2 separate regions of the Canis lupus genome follow, and region 2 is linked to region 1. The links are chromatin contacts, called in public Hi-C maps. All regions are on one chromosome and are shown on one strand. Each heading gives the region's core, a stretch centred on a gene start, on an enhancer-like site or on the middle of the called end of the contact. The rest is flanking DNA. Distances are from core to core; before and after follow the strand shown.

The links. Hi-C and Micro-C count contacts between places; a contact is called where the count stands out from the background.
Region 2: a Hi-C map of blood shows a contact between it and region 1, with 3 times the contacts expected there. The contact joins the promoter of TCP11 here to the promoter of PACSIN1 in region 1. A contact is called at or near these places in 3 of 9 Hi-C or Micro-C datasets (amygdala and blood).

Annotation. Positions count from the first base shown.
Region 1 is chr12:3,930,362-3,934,299 of UU_Cfam_GSD_1.0, reverse strand. It overlaps PACSIN1 (protein kinase C and casein kinase substrate in neurons protein 1), which reads right to left and starts at 1,437. Exons shown (of 10, transcript XM_038553792.1): 1 at 1,417-1,437.
Region 2 is chr12:4,481,194-4,485,154 of UU_Cfam_GSD_1.0, reverse strand. TCP11 (T-complex protein 11 homolog) reads left to right here and starts at 1,447. Exons shown (of 9, transcript XM_038553831.1): 1 at 1,447-1,507.

The sequences.
Region 1 (3,938 bases), core at 188-2,687:
ACAGATTCCTATCCCGAAGGCACTTCTGGTCTAGAGGGTGACAGACGCGCCATAAATAACTAAACCACAAGGCGACTAGGTGGGAGAATGCAGGGCAGGAGGCAGGCAGGGATTTCACCGGAGCATCAGGAAGCATCCTGGGGGGGGGGGGGGGGGGGGGGGGGGGGGGCGGGCGGGCGGGAGGCTGTGAGCGGTGATTTGCATGTGATGGGAAGGTCAGGTGGGTAAGGGCCAGAACCTCCAAAGTCATGGACAGACAATTCTGTTTGCACCTCGGCTGTGCCACAGCCAGGGCAATGTGGGTTATTTATGGTTATGCCCGGAGAAAAGCGGCCACATGTGTCACTGCACGTGGGGTGCAGAGCTGGGCTGTGGGGGCGGGGGTGGGTGGGGCTTGAGGCCGGGTCTGGCCAAGCTCCGGGGTCTGCCACTGCGGCCCTCACACCCTGATGACCTTTTAATACATTCACGCCCTCCTAAGGCAAAAAGAAGACGGAGAGGTAGTTCCGACGGGCAGCAAGTGGCCTGGGGGATGGGGAAGAGCGTCGGGAAGAGCGCCGGGAAGACCCCGGCTTCGGCTTCGGCGTCTTTGCAGGCTGTGTAGCATCCCCTCCCCCGCCAGCTACGCGGGAAGGGGCGGACGCACGGAGCACAGGGCGCCTCGGCTGCTGCGCTTCTCTCAGCCCACTCTGGTCCATGAACAGCCGCCGCACCCAGCGGGCACGAGCCCACCCCGCGGGAGCAGCCCGGCCCGGCCGGAGCCTCGGGATCCCCGGGCCCGGGTGCCCGCTCCCAAGGCCCCGCTGCCCGGCGCTTCCCGGGTAAGGCCTCCGCCGCCAGCTGCCTGCCCGCGGGGCCCGGCGCAGGGGCCTCCCGGCACCGCCCGGGTGACGCCCCCGCCCCCGCCCCCGCCCCCGCCCCCGGGGCCCGACCCCTACCTGCGGGCAGCAGCGCCTGGCACCCTCCGCGCGCCGCAGGGCGGAGCTGCGCGTCCGCGGCGGCCTCAAGCCCGGACGACTGCCCGGGGGAAGAGGAAGCTGCGCCGCCGCCGCGTCTCCCCGGAGCGCGGGCTGCGGGGAGGAGGAAGGTCAGAGCGGGGGCGTGCAGCGCCGCGCGGATTAGAGAGGCATTTCGAGCGAGCCAATGGCGGCTCGGCGCAGGGCGGCGCGGTGCCCGCTGAGGAGGCAGCGCCCGGCTTAGCGGCACCCGGGCGGGGGGCGGCTCCCCGGGTCCCGGCCGCCCCCTGCGGTGCTCTGCGGCGGGGCCGCCCCTGGGGTGCTCTGCGGCGGGGCCGCCCCTGGGGTGCTCTGCGGCGGCCGGGCGGGTGCCGGGAGCACCCCCGTGCCTCCTCCCCGCAGCCCTCCTGCGAGCGCGCCCGCGGGGGCACTCTCCCCTCCCCTCGTTGCCCTTCCACACCTTCTGGGACATTCCCCTGGCCCTGTCTGACCGTCCGTCTGTCGGTTGCTGGCCTCCCCTACCCTGCGTCTTCTGGGACGAGAGGGTGCGTGTACGGGGTGCGCGCGCCCTGAGTGACGGCCCCTCCTCTCCCACCCACCCCCGTCCTCCCCCACCAATAGCCGCTCTCCCGGAGGTGCCCCACTGACCCTCAAGGGGCAGCCACTAACCCTCGTGCCTTAGTGTCTGCCGCACCTGCTGTCATGGAGACAGACTCCAGGCCGGCTCCTTGGGGTTCCCTGGGAGGCTTGCGGTGACCCCGAAGGCCCATCGCTCTTCTTGACTTGAACCCCGAGTGTGTCCGGGAGCCTGGAGCCTGCAGGGGGGACTCGGGCAGCTCTCTCCGCTGCAGGTACGTGCAAGGGGCTGATGATTTATTCGACACAAAACAGCACCCTCCCCCTCCCCCCAACAAAAGAAACAACAGCAAATCTCTGCCCTTAGGTAGTTCGCATTTGTCAGGGAAAACAAATGTTGAATATAATAAATAGGATAGAGATATTTTAAGATGGTAGGCACAAAGTAGAAAAATAGAGCCAGTGAAAGGGAAAGATAGAGTGTTCACAGGGCGATTGGATCTGGGACGTTTGTGGGGAGTAGGGGTGGCTGAATTTGACTGTAAGCCCCTCACTAGGCATCCAAACTCTCCTTTGCCACAGACCTCACCACTCTCTGTTGTACACCTGGGCTGGTCACACATATTTCCTGTTATCCCCCTCCCACCCATCCTCACCATAGCACCAAAATTCATGACCCCAGTGATCCAGGGGAAGGCTGAAGAGCAGAGTTTATTCATTCAATTGGAATTCTCTGAGCACTGGGTGCATGGTAGGTGTTAGAGCCTAGAGGAACTCAACACCTAGTTAGGGAGGCCAGACGACAGTACCTACACCAAGGATGACGGGGACAGCCAAAGCCAGCGGACAATGTCCCAGAGAAGGTCAAAGGGCTCTGGTTTAGGGCCATCCAGAAAGGCTTCCTGGAGGAGGCAGCCTTCTAATGGGTGTGCTGGGATTCTGCTGAACCAGATGGGGCGAGAGGCAATGAAGGACTACTGAGACAGGTCAGCAAAGCCAGGAGACATTTGGCAGGTGGCTGGGCTGGGGTCCCAGAGCAGGCTGGACCCCCTCCATGTAAGGGATGTGCTCATGTCTGGAGCTGATGAAATCTCACTTTGCCACCCCAGTCGCCTTCTGTCAACCTGGAATTTCCCATTGCCAGGAGGAAATGTGTTGAGCTTGTGGAGGAGAAAACAGACTTCACTCAGTTGTTTGTTTGCTGGGTAAAAAAGGACATATTGTTGAATCCCTCTGAGGTTCAGCCTCCTTAATAGCTGTGTGACAACTTACTACAGTGATCTATGCCTCAATTCCCTCATTTGGAAAAAGAGACAACCACAGCACCTGTCCCACAGGTCATGTGAATGTTACACAAGACAATAAAGATGAATTGCTTAGCACTTAAGTACTCAGAGAATTTTGTTGTTTTTATCATCATGATAATGACACTTGCTTCACAGAGTTTTTGGAATTAGACAAAGGGTTTAAGGCACCTAGCCTAGTGCCTGAAACATAATAGGTATGTAATAAATCATATATATTATTATCATTAACTATACATACCCCCACATCTCTCCCCTTTGGGTCTCCATGGCGCTGCAAAATTCTCGTTAGAATTTTCTCAATGTGTGGGCAGCCCAGGTGGCTCTAACTTCAGCCCAGGGCATGATCCTGGACCTGGGATCGAGTCCCATGTCAGGCTCCCTCATGGAGCCTGCTTCTCCCTCTGCCTGTGTCTCTGCCTCTCTCTCTCTCTCTCTGTGTGTGTGTGTGTGTGTGTCTCGTGAATAAATAAATAAAATCTTAAAAAAAAAGAAAAGAATTTTCTCAGTGTGAAGAGGTTAATTCCCCATGAGCTGTTTAAGCACACTCTGTTTAAGTCTATGGCTAGACTACAATACTTGCCCCTCCCCTACATCCGCCTACCCAGTGCATCATCAGAGCCTTGGTGTAGATGCCCAGGACTGGGATGTTTTGAAAACGTAGCGAAGGGCAGCCCTCATGGCTCAGCGGTTTAGCGCCGCTTTCAGCCCAGGGCCTGATCCTGGAGACCCAGGATCAAGTCCCACGTCAGGCTCCCTGCATGGAGCCTGCTTCTCCCTCTGCCTGTGTCTCTGACTCTCTCTTGCTCTCTCTGTGTCTCTCATGAATAAATAAATAAATAATCTTTAAAAAAAATGAAAACGTAGTGAAGTCCAGAGCACAGGACACTGGCTGATCAAAGATGCTCAGTTTCCCTTGGCAGCCTTGGTGGAGGATGGCAAGAGTGGGAAGGGTACAGGCACCCCCAGGGGGTGGGGGTCATAATACAGAGGATAAGAAAGGCTGGGGGGCTGGAGGTCGACAGAAACTGGACCCAGTTAGGGCAGTTGTGGGGAGAAGAATAGAGAAACAGACCTGATTAGGCAGGTGATGGAGGGAAGT
Region 2 (3,961 bases), core at 198-2,697, 550 kb before region 1:
CCTGAGCTGAAGGCAGGCGCTAAACTGCTGAGCCACCCAGGGATCCTAGAGCGGACTTTCTTATGCAGAAATGTGTGTTCAGGGACCCGCGGCTGGTTCAGTTAGTAGAGCACGCAACTCTTGATCTCTGGGGTTATGAGTTCAGACCTCATGTTAGGCATAGAGAGGAAGGCAGGCAGGCAGGCAGGAAGGAAAAAAAGTGTTCTTGGGCCTCTTCATGATCCTCTCCCTCAAAACGCGTATGTTGTGCAAGAAAAATCCACATTGCACACTAACAAGGCAAAGGTTATAATAAGAACTTGATACAGGCAATGATTTCATCTTATGTTTTAGCTTATTTATTCATGAGAGACACACAGAGAGGCAGAGACACAGGCAGAGGGAGAAGCAGGCTTCATGCAAGGAGCCCGACTCGGGACTCGATCCTGGGACTCTGGGATTACGCCCTGGGCTGAAGGCAGAATGTTTAATCACTGAGCCACTCAGTCGCTCTATTTTATTCATTTTTTTAAAAGATTTTATTTTTTTATTAGAGACACATACACACAGAGAGGCAGAGACACAGGCAGAGGGAGAAGCAGGCTCCATGCAGGGAGCCCGACGTGGGACTCGATTTGGTCTCCAGGATCATGGCCCAGGCTGAAGGCGGGGCTAAACCGCTAAGGCACCGGGGCTGCCCTATTTTATTTTTTTAAAGCAAGCTTTTGTTGTAAGAAATCAAGTCCGTTAATAAAAAGGGATAGGAGAGTACAGCGGACACTTCTTTTCGTCCCCCACCCCCCGAAGTACAGTGATCGTTGGAGGGGACAGGGGTCCTAAGTCACTCCAGGGGCAACAGCCGACTCGGGACCGAGACAGGCCCGGGACGGAGCCCGGAGTCCGGGGGGCCAGCCTGCAGGTCCAGGTGAGCCCAGCCCAGGAGTCCAGTGGACGAGCCCACGCTGCCGCCCCGCCGCCACCAACCGGGACCGGCCGGGGCTGGGTTTCCGCGCCTGCCGAGCGCCAGGTAGCGGGGCCTTGCTGGAAAGAAACGACCCTCCCGGGTGCGCTCGTTTCTCGGGTTAGCTGAGCCGCGGCCTCTCCCCTCCCTGAGTGGTTGCAGGTGATCTTTCTCGCGGCGGCCCCGAGATACCAGGCAGGGCCCGGCCGCGGAGCCCACGGCACCCCGGGCCTCAGGGGCTACGCGACACCCAGCCTGAGCCCGGCCGCCCGGGTCCCAGCCCCCGGGCGCGCGGCGGAGCGCGGGGCGGCCACGTGACCCCGCCGGTTGCCCGGGAGACGGGCGGCGCTTTGTTCCCCAAGCCCCGACTGTGCCACCCGGCGGCCCGGCGCGGCGGCGGGGGTGCGCGCGGGGTCGGCCCGGGGCCTCCGCGTCGCCGCGCGGCCCCTCGCGGCCCCTCGCGGCCGCCCGCCCCCCGCCGCCGCGCCGCGGGTGGTACGGTCCGGGCCTCCAGGCCGCGCAGCCGCCACGCCTACCCAGAGCCGGCGGCCGGTGGCCCGGGAGGAGGTGAGCGGCGCGGGGCCGGAGCGCCGAGGGCTCCCCCTGCCGCCGGAGCCGCAGCGGGCTCGAGCCGGGGGTCCCGGGCCAGGAGGGCCGCCCCCCGCGCCGCCCCTCGGGCCCCCGCACCCCGCCGCCCGGCTCCCCTGTCCCGCTGGCCCCCGAGCGGCCCCGGAGCCGCCCGCCTGCTCCCGCCGCGTGGCCAGGCCGGGCGCGCCGGGCGGGGCTCCGCACCCGCGGCGGCAGGTGGAGAGCCCCCTTCCCCGACGCCCACGGCGCGTCCTTTCTCCCCAGTCCAGATTCCATCCGCAACATGCCGGACGTCGAGGACAGAATGCCCCTGACGGACCCGGGCGACGCCGAGTGCAGGTCCTGCAGGCCCGAGACCTCCGCCCCGACCCGGGACGGCGCGAGCGGCGTGGAGGACGCCCCCGCCTGTAGGTCCCGCGCGCCCGCCCGCCGCCGCTCCAGGGCGCCAGGGGTGCGGCCGGGCGGAGGGGAGGGGCCTCGGGCCCGGGGTTCGCCCTCGGCCCCGCCCGCCTCCGCTGCCCCCGCCGGGCGTCTGCTCACGGCTCCGGCCTCCCGCTCGGCCCGCGGGGAGCAGTGACCCAGGCGGCCTTACTTGAGTCGGACGGGGTCTGGGGCCCAGTGCGTTCGCAGCCATCCTTGTCGTTTGAGTTTGCAGGTGGAACTTGAGGGTTTTTAGAGACCCCCGGTGATCCCTGATGGGAATCGCTGGGCGCTTCATGGACTCGCAAACGACTGCCCCGGGCTCTAGTATTTCAGCGTTCCTTCGGGTCCCAGGTCTCTTCCATGCTTCCGTAGGTCTGCCCTCCCCGGGACTCCGGCATCCCTCTTACAGCAGTGCCTCTCGCGAACGTAAACAGGCCTCAGTCCGAAGGCCTCTCTCCACAGGCAGAGTTGACCTCTTGAAGATTGAAACGGCAGAAAGTAGTTCAAGGTCCCGGGGCTACGAGGTTGAAGGACACCGGTTTCTCCTGTAGCCGCATGGGGTCGCTGCTGGCTAACAAAATGGCCCCAAAGTGGCACATCGGGTGCCTGAGGATTTATTTAGATGTGAATGAACCTATTGTAGGGTGAAAGCCAATTTTTTGGTAAATACGGTGTAAACGACTTAAGTTCTTAAGCGGCTGTTTAAATGAATCCATAGGCAAAACAGCCCTAAAATGAGTAACGAAATTCCCCCTTTAAATAAAAAGGAATTTGAAATTTTGTAGGTGAGGTTGACTTGGTTCAGTTACTATATATCGTGTTGAAAATTTCTTTGTTCTTGGGATATGGATTTTAGAAATCTACTTTAGTTGTATTTTACCTCTCATTTCTCTTTGGTCCCTCCCCTTCCCTGAATTTTTATAGAGTTGAATAGTACCGTTCTTGTGAGCGGCCAAACCATCTTGTCAAAGGAGGCTCTGGAGTTTGACTTATAGTTGGAAACTGTTTCTGTGGATAATTTTTCCTTCAGTCCTTCAATAAGCTGCTATATCTCAGTTTCCCGTGGAAGATTTTCTTTTATTTCTGATTAATGAAGTAATGGATTGTCTCTTTACATATTTGACTGTGTTTTGCCATTTTAGCTGAAACCAAAGGCTTCCAAGAGGCTTCAAAAACAAAGGGAACTTCAACTGTCCACTTGAGGCTCAGTTCATCTTTATTTTTACCTAAGCAAGGGCTCAGTGGCTTTTTGGTAAATTTTCAATCACTTTTTACCCATAAATTTTTATTTTAATTTCAAAATATTCAACTTTGTTGAAAAGTAAACTAATCAGTGAATGCCCACATTGTTAACATTCTGTGACATTGCACTCTCTCTCTACATATATGTATAATTTTCCTTTCTTACTGAAAGTTGGAGTCATGGCTTCAAAAATGTGATCATGTATCTCCTAAGAATAAAGGCATTCTCATGTAACCTCTTTTCAACAATAACGCTTTTTCCTTTTTTAAATCTTCTTACTTATGGACAATTTAAACATTTACAAAAGTAGACTAGCGTGAGGAACCATGTTTACTCATTACCCAGCTTCAACAATGATCAACTCCATGGTGCATCTTACTTCATCTATATCCCTTCCACATCTCGGAACCAGATACTCTTCTGTGGACAAATTATGAAGCGCTACTGAAAGAGAATGAGAAAATACAATTTACTCTGTGCAGCTTTGTTCCACATACCACGTGGTCCTTATAACTATGTTCTGCCTATTACATGAGAATGCCCTCAGCTGGGTCTTTACTAAGAACTTAAGGCAGTGGTTCCCAAATGCTAGTGCTGGTTTGTGACAAAATTCTTAGCAATATTTAGTGAAAGGAAATAAAGATGCTGTAATGAGTTTTTCCTAAAGCTAAATTGATTCAATGTAAAGGACTACTCTTTATTCTGACAACAGTCCCTTTCTGTTTGTGTGTGTGTGTGGGGGGGGGTTTTGTTTTTTTGGGCAGTTA